Regions from separate parts of the Sus scrofa genome. Here region 1 is linked to region 2. Evidence: chromatin contacts called from public HiChIP or PLAC-seq data. All regions are on one chromosome and are shown on one strand. Each heading gives the region's core, a stretch centred on a gene start, on an enhancer-like site or on the middle of the called end of the contact. The rest is flanking DNA. Distances are from core to core; before and after follow the strand shown. Region 1 has its middle 24 kb from the start of CASP8. Region 2 overlaps CFLAR (CASP8 and FADD like apoptosis regulator).

The links. HiChIP or PLAC-seq counts read pairs in DNA pulled down with a chosen protein or histone mark.
Region 1: an H3K27ac HiChIP or PLAC-seq map of alveolar macrophages shows a contact between it and region 2. The contact joins two enhancer-like sites. A contact is called at or near these places in 1 of 47 Hi-C or Micro-C datasets (embryonic fibroblasts) and 1 of 2 datasets of contacts at active chromatin or transcription factors (alveolar macrophages).

The regions. Positions count from the first base shown.
Region 1 is chr15:104,899,585-104,905,016 of Sscrofa11.1, forward strand. No RefSeq gene overlaps it. Among named protein-coding and RNA genes, the nearest start is that of CASP8, 24 kb to the right of the region's middle. Within about 2 kb of position 2,852, at least 47 of the 83 cell types and tissues checked have an H3K27ac peak or open chromatin away from gene starts, as enhancers often do. A contact at or near this core is called in alveolar macrophages, where this site is marked.
Region 2 is chr15:104,822,482-104,827,409 of Sscrofa11.1, forward strand. CFLAR (CASP8 and FADD like apoptosis regulator) reads left to right here. Exons shown (of 9, transcript NM_001001628.1): 8 at 4,371-4,881. Among named protein-coding and RNA genes, the nearest start is that of CFLAR, 25 kb to the left of the region's middle. Within about 2 kb of position 1,295, at least 43 of the 83 cell types and tissues checked have an H3K27ac peak or open chromatin away from gene starts, as enhancers often do. A contact at or near this core is called in alveolar macrophages, where this site is marked.

The DNA of each region.
Region 1 (5,432 bases), core at 1,602-4,101, 79 kb after region 2:
CACAGCTACAGCTGCCGGTCTACACCACAGCCACAACTACGTGGGATCCAAGTTGCAACCTACACCAAAGCTCATGGCAACACTGGATCCTTAACCCACTGAGCAAGGCCAGGGATCGAACCCACAACCTCATGGTTCCTAGTCGGGTTCATTAACCATTGAGCCATGACGGGAACTCTGGAACCATTTTGAATTTAGCATTCTCAGTTTACCAGTCTTCTACTCTCTCTCTTATTGTTTCTTTTGGTTCCATGTGTAAATGTACTTGTCTCCTTCCTTTCATCATAAACAGCATTGAAAAATTCCTAGTTTCTTTATTTGGAAAATACAATACAAAGAGGTGGTAAACAATTCAAACACTACAAAAGGATACACGGGGAAAAGTAAGTTTCACATTAACTCCTGTCCCACAAGCCCCCCATTCCTTCCATAGGGATAATTATTATTTCCAATGTTTTAAATATTCTTCCAGAGATGTTTTATTCTTATAGAAACATATATGTATCTGTGTCCTTGCCTCATTTACCCCATTCCCAAATGTTAGCAGATTGTTCCACACTTCACATTTCAAAGTTAACATATCTTGGAGGCTGTTCTTTTTTTAATTTTTCCCCTAGGGCCGCTCCAGGCTAGGGGTCTAATCAGAGCTACAGCTGCTGGCCTACGCCACAGCCACAGCAACACTAGATCCAGCTGTGTCTGTGACCTACACCACAGCTCACAGCAACACGAGATCCTTAACCCACTGAGCCAGGCCAGGGATTGAACGCACAACCTCATGGTTCCTAGTCAGATTCGTTGACCACTGAGCTGCCATGGGAATGCCTCTTGGAGGCTATTCTATATCAGAACTTATAGGTCTCCATGGTCCTTCGCAGGACTGACTATTCCATTGCGTGTGTGTGTGTGTGTGTGTGTGTGTGTGTGTGTGTCTGAATCATTTTGCTGTACTCCTGAAATGAACACAACATTGTAAATCAACTGACTTCAATTTGCAAAAAGATAGGCAATGAAGTGTGGGGAGATGAAAAAGTCTGGAGATAGACGGTAGTGATGGTTGCACAACAGTGTTCAGGTACTTACTGCCATCGACCTGTACATTTTAAAATGGTTTAAATGGTAAATTTTATGTCACGTATATTTTACCCCAATAAAAGAGACAGGCAATAAATGAAGAGGAAATATTTGCTCTGTAAGTGACTAAGGATGAAGGTCTCTACGAAAATTTGTGAAATGAAACTCACTTTTAGGAATGAACTGAGGAGAAATTTCTATGAATCAGAAAGAAACAAAAAGCTCAATTGCACGCGATGAAAAGTTGGAATCTTGCCAATCTACGGGATTGGGATAAGAAAGATTTACTAAACAGGAGTTCCCATCGTGGCTCAGTGGTTAACGAATCCGACTAGAAACCATGAGGTTGCGGGTTTGATCCCTGGCCTTGCTCAGTGGGTTAAGGATCCGGCATTGCCGTGAGCTGTGGTGTAGGTCACAGACTCGGCTCGGATCCTGCATTGCTGTGGCTCTGGTGTTGGCCGGTGGCTACAGCTCTGATTCGACCCCTAGCCTGGGAACCTCCATATGCCGCGGGAAGCAGCCCTAGAAAAGCCAAAAAAAAAAGAAAGATTTACTAAACAAAAACGTACTTTTGTTAACCTCACTCTCCATGATCGTAAGTTCTAAGTTAGCTACAGCTAAGTCAATAGTTTTATGTTGCAGTTAAAATTCTATTTACAGATTTGATGTACGAATGAAATATTTTAGCAATATTTTCTTTTTTGTGATTAAAAATGCACGTGCATCATTATCATGAAAAAAATTCGACTGCAAAATGAATAAAGGATGTGAACCAGTATTTCATAGAGGAAATAAAAATGAATATTGAAGTTATGGAACTTTAAAATCTTAGTAATAGCATAAACAAACCAAAACTGCTCAGATTAATACAAGTTAATGAAAAAAAGATTGGAAAGGATGTGGTGAAATGGGCCCTTTTATGGGCTATTGTTGGAAATATAAATTGGTTTAGGAAAAGAAATTTTACCACATCTCTCAAATATTTAATTACACAATTCTATGACAGATGAATTCATTCTTCTAGAATTTTTCCCCAGAAATAATCATGTTCACAAACACATGTTCAGTACCACACAGTGACTGGAACCTACCCCCAAACTACCCAAACTGGAAACTATTCCTTACATAGAGGAGTGGCTAAGTAAACTGCACAAGTATGCACGGGTATAGTGGGCATAAATTACAAGAATTAATTGAGATTATATTACAGACCTGGAATGATGCCCATTCTACTACCTTGAGCAGTTAAAAAAAAAAAAAAAGGCAGGCTATAATATATATATTCAATTAGGGATCAGTCAGAGATGGAAACCGTACCTGTCATTTAATTTGAAAGGGAAAACTTAATACGAATGATTAATTAGCAAAAGAAGGTTAATTACTCAAGGTTAAAGTTCTCCAGGGCTGAGGGAGAATCAGGGAAGGAAGAATCTGGAAGACTCCTCTTGCTCTTAAGGTTGTGACTCAGAACTGGTTGAAGCTGTTGCTGCGACCACTGACAATATAAAGAAGTTCCCTGGAGGTGGGGTGAGCATGGGGGGTGTGTGTGTGTGTGTGTGTGTGTGTGTGTGCGCGCGCGCGCGCGCGCGTGCATAGGGTGTGTGTGTGTGTGTGTGTGTGTGTGTGTGTGTGTGTGTGTAGGGGGGCAGAGCTTGTCTGCGGTTGGCAAGCGGGGCCGATGAACAAGGGGCTGCTCACTGGGTGCTGACACGGTGCTCGAGTGGGCACCACGGTGTCTTCCGTGCCTGGCGGAAGGCAGGGAGAGGTGCCGCCTAAACAAACCAGGAAGAGAATGCTCCGGGCTCTTGCTTGCCTGTCCCTTCAGCGCCCTCTACCTGCAAAATCCAAAATTGTGCCAGTGGGCACAGGAGGTGTTTTCTAGGTTTAGTTACAGTATCACCAAGCAGGACTCAGAACAGTGGATTTGAGCTGGGAGGCAATACCTTGATCGATTCTGGCACAGTATTTGGATCCTGCTTTTGCACTCAAATTGTATATGTAACATAATATGTGCAGAGATGTTATAATATTTGCTTACACTTGTTATATATTTACTCTGTGTGTGCCGGGAGCTGTTGTAAATATTTCGCAAGTATTTGATTGTCGTAGTGATAGGGATAGAGTAGGATGGTTACACAAGTAGTTGTAGAAATTCCTTTAGGGAACCATAGATTGAGAGGGAAACCTAGGGAACTTTGGAGAGACCACTGTAAGTTAATACTCGCTTGAGAAAGCCATCAGAATGTCATGGAATGAAGCAGCCTTGCTTAACGATAAACTCATAGGTAAAAATATGAAATACATCCTTGTAGCTTATTTTATACCCAATAGTTTGTATCTCTTACTCCTCTATCCCTACGTTGCCCACCCCCCTCCCCTCCGCAACAGACCTCAAGAAAAAAAAAAAAAGAAAAAAAAAACTAGCACATTTATAATAAAATGAGAAAACAACAAAGCAAAACAAAACAAAATAAGTGAAAATATGAGCGATGCCTCAGGTCATTAAGTGAAAGATAAAATGAGGCCTGCATTCAAGTTCAGCAGGATAATGATCCTTAGGACCCAAGACAGGAATTTAAGGGAAAGATGATATTCCAGAGTAGGAGACCCTCCTTATATGGAAACCTTAGATGATTCAACATATTTTAGCTTATGTTACCACCCTTCTGTTGATTTGAATAAGCACCGTGGAGGTCCTAGTTTGACCTGATAGGGTCAAATGCTCTCTCCACCAGTACAAAGGAGGAGATAAAGATGTAAGCAGGACATCTACTCCAAGAACGAGGAAGAAGGCAGTCTTTTCCCCTTCCCCACTTTCCTTCCCTGATAGAAATATAGCCACCTAATTCTTGGGCCAGAGTCTCCTCAGCTGCCTGCTGGTATCTCTCACAAACATCCTATCTTAATAAATCTATTTCTTGCCTCTCACGTGGTCTCTGGCTGAGTTCCTTCTGGGCGGGGACACCAAGAACCTGAGCTTTAGTAAGTCCAGACACCAGATGAGTGATTCTAATTGAAAAACACTGTGGGTTCAAGTCCCAATCTGGGTTTTCGCTGGGTTCGAGTCAGAGGTGTTTCGTTTTCGATAGTAACCCTCAACTGCAGGAGGTGTTACAGTCTCTACTCTCTGAATAAGGAAACTAAAGCACCAAGCTGTTAAATAACGTGCCCAAGGGCACACAGCCAGCAAGTGGCAGAGCAAGAGTCACAATGGCTTTACGTGCACTGAAAAAAGACGGAAAGAATAAAGGTATTAACTGTGATGACCTCTCAAGTTGACACCAAAGAGGCCATAGAGAAGTTTCTACTTTTTAATCAATGCTTTAAATAAATAAATACAGTGATAAAACGACTGCTTTTTTTTTTTTTTTTTTGTATCTGTGGATGGGATTTTTTTTTTTTTTTTTTTGTCTTTTTTGTTGTTGTTGTTGTTGCTATTTCTTGGGCCGCTCCCGAGGCATATGGAGGTTCCCAGGCTAGGGGTTGAATCAGAGCTGTAGCCACCGGCCACACCACAGCCACAGCAATGCAGGATCCGAGCCGCGTCTGCAACCTACACCACAGCTCACGGCAACGCCGGATCGTTAACCCACTGAGCAAGGGCAGGGATCAAACCCGCAACCTCATGGTTCCTAGTCGGATTCGTTAACCACTGCGCCACGACGGGAACTCCGGATTTTTTTTTTTTTTTTTGAGGGGAGGTGTTTTATTTTTCAAAGAAGTAAAACTAATAAGGAACAACTCCCCATGCCAAGCAGTAAGAAACAAGTGACCCAGGAGATGGGCAGGCATTGCCAGGAGCAGGAGCAGGAGAGGGTTTCTGGAGGGAGTGGCCTGATCGAAGGTTAGGAACAGGTTGAGTCACATGCAGCGAGCCCTGGTTTCTGGTTCACCTCACGTCTGGTCTGATCTGTGGCCAGGCTTCCTGCCTGCCCTCCCCACCCCAGCAGCTTGCAGAGAAGGTGGCTAATGGCTGCTTTCGGGAATTAGCATTTATGGGACACTCATAGATACTCTATGTAAGCACCACCTGTGTTGATTTACTCGTTCCCCAGAGCAACCTTATCAGGTAGTCATTGTTTTTGCTTTTTAGGGCCACACATGCAGCACATGGAAGTTCTCAGGCTAGGGGTTAAATCGCAACTACAGCTGTGAGCCTACACCACAACCACAGCAATGCAAGATCTAAGCCACATCGGTGACCCACACCACAGCTTGCGGCAATGCTGGATCCTTAACCCACTGAGCAGCGCCAGGGATCAAACCCACATCCTCACAGATACTAGTCGAGTTCATTCCTGCTGAGCCACAGTGGGCACTCACAGGTAGTCATTTTTATCTCTCTTTCCCACAGG
Region 2 (4,928 bases), core at 45-2,544:
AGACCACATCAATTCTTAACCTGCTGAGCCACAATGGGAACTCCTCAAATTAATATCTTATTTATTTAATTATTTTTTTTTTGGGGTCTTTTTTTTAGCTATTTCTTGGGCCGCTCCCACGGCATATGGAGGTTCCCAGGCTAGGGGTCCAGTTGGAGCTGTAGCCTCCGGCCTACGCCAGAGCCACAGCAACGCGGGATCCGAGCCGCATCTGCAACCTACACCACAGCTCACAGCAACGCTGGATCATTAACCCACTGAGCAAGGGCAGGGACCGAACCCGCAACCTCATGTTTCCTAGTCGGATTTGTTAACCACTGCGCCACGACGGGAACTCCTCAAATTAATATCTTATGTTTGAATAACTGCTCACAATTTGCAAAGCGTCCTTATAGACATCTCAATGGAGCCTCACAGCCACCTTCTGGAGGACATGGTAGAGGCATCAGTATTGATCCCATTTTATAGGTGGATAAATTACAGATGTAATTTGTTCAAAGTCACACTGTCGTGATCCCCTTGATCCTGTAAATTAGACTGGGCTCTATCCTTATTCTTTCTTGCTAGCCCAAGAAAGAACATTGCAAATGGCACCCAGCATCCATCCTCACCATCTGTCAGAGGAAAGATGTGATGTTCATGGGAAATGCCAGCCTGATGGCTTCAGGCTGTGTCCCTGGAGTGACTGTGTTGCCACAGGGATGTTTAGGGGATGCTCCATCTTGGTCTGAGGCCCTAGATTTGGTGTTCTTATTGGCCTTATACTTGGCATTGGGGACCTGTTTGGCCTTTAGCTTCACCTCCAGCTTTAGGCTTTTTCCTCCTGTTCTATTAGGTGAGACCTTCCTCAGATTCCCTAGACCTCAGATTCCCATGGTGTCAGTCAGTCTTCTTTCAGGACCAGGCAAGGTTCAGACCAGCAAGTAGGTGGAGAGGCCAGGACTGAAACTCACATCTTGGGTTTCCAAGGCTGTTCCTCTTTTACCCTCGTATCACGCAGCTGCCTGCTGACTGCCTTATGACAGCCCAGCTGCTGCTCTAGCCAGAACCCAGATAAAGAAAAGAGATTAAGGCACAAGACAGCCTGTGTTGCCTCCAGACCTCTGCATGTCAGGATGGAAAGGGAGACTATGGCTTTCTTTCAAAGACTTTGATAAGGGAGGCACTCTTATCAGTGAAAAGAAGGTTTTGATCCAGGGAGCCAGTCTGAAATTAAGTAAACAAAAGAGCTTTGAGCCTGATGTTTCTCGGTTCGCTTCTGCCCCCTGGAGGAGAGAGTGCTCCATGACTAGAGAGTGCCACTCCGGAAGGGAGCGTTTGGAATAAAGCAGTGGGGATGGCCCCTGAGTCCTGTCCAGGCTCTGTCCTGGTACCTGGTACATGGTACAGCCCTGTGTGTCATCCCCAGCTCAGAACTGGATCTCAAGCCTTACCTACACCCTCAGAGGCCGTGCCTAGGGGGCAGTGCTTCTTCACCTCTCCTAGCACTCTGAGCTCCTATGCTGACAAGTGAGGTACTTAATAGGTTTTCAGCAACTGTCATTCCTTGAACATACTTAGTTATTGTAAGGTTTTAAGGAGATTGGCAACTTCTTTATATCTCTTGGGGGCTTGTATCTTATTATTACTTGATATATATATATTTCAAAAAATGAATTTAATTCATTTTCTTCACCCCTACCTTACTTGCGGGTCAGGCGGAAGGAGAAAAGTAAGTTGCTTAATTACACTCCATTCTTAGGTAATGGTTATTATCATTCCCTTTTGCTGACTTACCTAGTGAATTATTTATCTCATAATGTGTACAAATTGCTCCAAAATGTTATAGCTTAAAACAACGATACTAATTTATTTATACCTCTCATAGCTTCTGGGGGTCTGGAATTTAGAAGTGACGGAGCCAGGCTGTCCCAGCCCTGAGTCTCTTGAGAGGTTGCTGTCATATGTCAGCTTGGGTCCTTGGCATTGGAGGAGCTTCTCGAGTGGCTGGGAAGTTGGTGTGTGGCTTGCGTTCTTCTCCATGTGGGCCTCTTCACATGGCACTGGGGACCTGTTTGGCACCAGGGCCCTGTCTGGAGTGTTCTCAAGACATGGCAGCTGGCTTCCCCCTAGTGATTTGACTTTGAATGTCACGTGGTAGCCCTTCTGCCACACTCCATTCATTAGGAACGAGTTACCTGTGTTCAAGGGGAGGGGATTACACACTATCTTTTTAAGCAAGGAGGGTCGAGGAGTCACAGACTTATTTAAATCTGCCATATCTGGCAGGATGTGAGCCTCCTGAGTAGAAAGTTCTACGAGACTGTATGTGATTGTGTCCAGATACTGCCCATAGGCTGGCCAAATTGAATTAAGAGCACTCGAGCCAGCTCTTGTTTGTCCAGTGGCTGCTTAGTTCCCAGTTTGTTGTTAACCCAAGGCTGTGTTTCTTTCCCAACTTTTAATCTTTTTCCTGTTTCCTGCTGAGAAGCCAGAAGAGAAATAACATTTGCTTACTTTCACTTTTATAGTGTAATACTCGCTGATAAAGTTGGCAAGACAAGACGTTGAAACTATTGGTTGAAGTTATTATCCTGAATTATTTGTGACTCTCCATACTTCATATTGTTCTTATTTGGTGTGGAGAATTGAGAATCGGTAGTGAAGGGTGATGTGTCATAACCTTCAGTTATTTATCTCCCCCTGACCCCTTTGTATGACGCCCAAACTGGTATGAGGTGGGGCCCCTCTGTTCCTTGGTGGAAGTTATCTCTGCTCTGGACACTGTTGTGTTGTTGGGTTTGGGGTGAGTGCAGTGGTAGACTCCTGGACGACCATACCTCAGGGGAGGAAGAGAAGTGGGTACGTAGTCATGACACATGGAAACAAATCCAGAGAAGTGGCTAATTGTTTGGGTGACAACCTGAATGGGAAGATTCTTGTTTTACCTCTGGGCTTAGGCCAGAACAGCTTTTCTGCCTTGAAAATGAATTGAGAACTGGAGGCATCCCTCAGACAAGGAATAGAAACTTATTGGGGAGCTCAAAAGGATGTGGACTTTTTGAATGAGGAAGAGAAAGATGTCTCTCTTTGCTACTAGAAAGATGAAATATTTCTGTGTTTACTTCTCCAATGAGGGCAACCTGAGCAGATGGGAACTAAGTAGTTTGGGTGGGGTTTCTTTCGTCTCAGGACCGTAGAAACTTCTAGAAGATGGACAAAAAGAATTTTTTAAAGAGCAGCAGGGACTCTTTCTTATTGAGCACCAGGAGATGTATTGTATTACACTAATTTAATACTCACAGCATCCTCATAGGGTGGCTATCTTCACTTCCACTTAAAGCTATGGAGAGGAGTTCCCATCCTGGTGCAGCAGAAATGAATCTAGCTAGGAACCATGAGGTTGTGGGTTCAATCCCTGGCTTTGCTCAGTGGTTTAAGGATCCGGTGTTGCTGTGAGCTATGGTATAGGTCGCAGACGTGGCTTGGATCCCGAGTTGCTGTGGCTGTGGTGTAGGTGGGCGGCTGTAGCTCCAATTGGACCCCTAGCCTGGGAACCTCCATATGCTGTGGGTGCAGCCCTAAAAAAAGCAAAAAAAAAAAAAACCCCAAACTAGTGAGACCTACTTCCTTAAAGCCATGCAGCCCATAGGTGTGGTGAGGTCAGTGCTAGGAGGCAGGCTTGTCTGCTTTTTCCACTCCCTTACACTGCTTCTCGAGGCAAAATTAACCTGAATTCCCGGAAGATAGGAGAAAAATCTTTGGGGGCACTTTAGGTCATGTCTTGGCCATGCCACCCTCCCCCCGCCCCAGTTCTGTCAAAAGCTACACTGGGAAGTGGTTCATGAGAAGAGCTGAGGGGTTTGGGGATGGTTCCAACTTAAATCCAGGCACCTCTGGATCAGCCCATAGCAGGTGGAGGTGAGAGAACTCATGACCTGGGCCTCTCCTCTCTGCAGCCATTGGATCTGGGTTTGGACCTGCACTCTGCAAATGCACCCATTCCTATGAGCTTGTGAGTGATTTTAAGAAAGAACTTTTTGCACAATCCCAGCTTTGTTTTGGTTGAAGAGGAAAAAGTCTTTTTTTTTTTTTTTTCTCTCTTGATTCATTTAGACTAGAGGTGGGCTCAGTCTATGCCCATGCCCAGATGTGGCAGTGCCCTTGGGAAGGAAAAGCCATGGAACGAAGGACAGACCCTAACTGAGGACCTGTCACTTACCTCATGCTTCAGGCTGCCCCATTCTCAGGGACTTCGGTGCCTCAAAATAGGACACAAAATCGGAAACAGACAAGTAGCAGAGATTAGACCATGTTTAGGATTGCCGCCCAGTGTTTCTGGAGCTTTTCTTGCCCCTATGTTGTTTTTCACGTTTGTTTGTTTTTTCCAGATGTTCTTCGGGACACCTTCAGTTCCCTGGGCTATGAAGTACAGTATTTCTTGTATCTGAAAGTGGAGCAAATAAGCAAGATTCTTCGCAAAGTTGCCCGTATGCCCCAACACCAAGACTACGACAGTTTCGTGTGTGTCCTTGTGAGCCGAGGGGGCTCCCAGAGCGTGTTTGGCGTGGATAAGACTCTCTCCGGGTTCCCTTTGGATCATATCCGAAGGATGTTCATGGCAGATGTATGCCCTACTCTCTTAGGGAAGCCAAAGCTCTTTTTTATTCAGATCTATGTGACATCAGAGGGCCAGCTGGAGGACAGCAGCTTCCTGGAGGTGGACGGGCCATCAGTGAAAAGTATGGATTCCAAGGCTAGGCAGCCAGGGACCTGCACAGTTCACCGAGAAGCTGACTTCTTCTGGAGCCTGTGCAAAGCCGATGTGTCCCTGTTGGAGCGGCCCTCCAGCTCATCGTCAGTGTACCTGCAGTGCCTCTCCCAGAAGCTGGGAAAAGAAAGGTGAGCCACCCAAGCTGTGGCGGATCCTGTCACCAGTTGTCTGCATT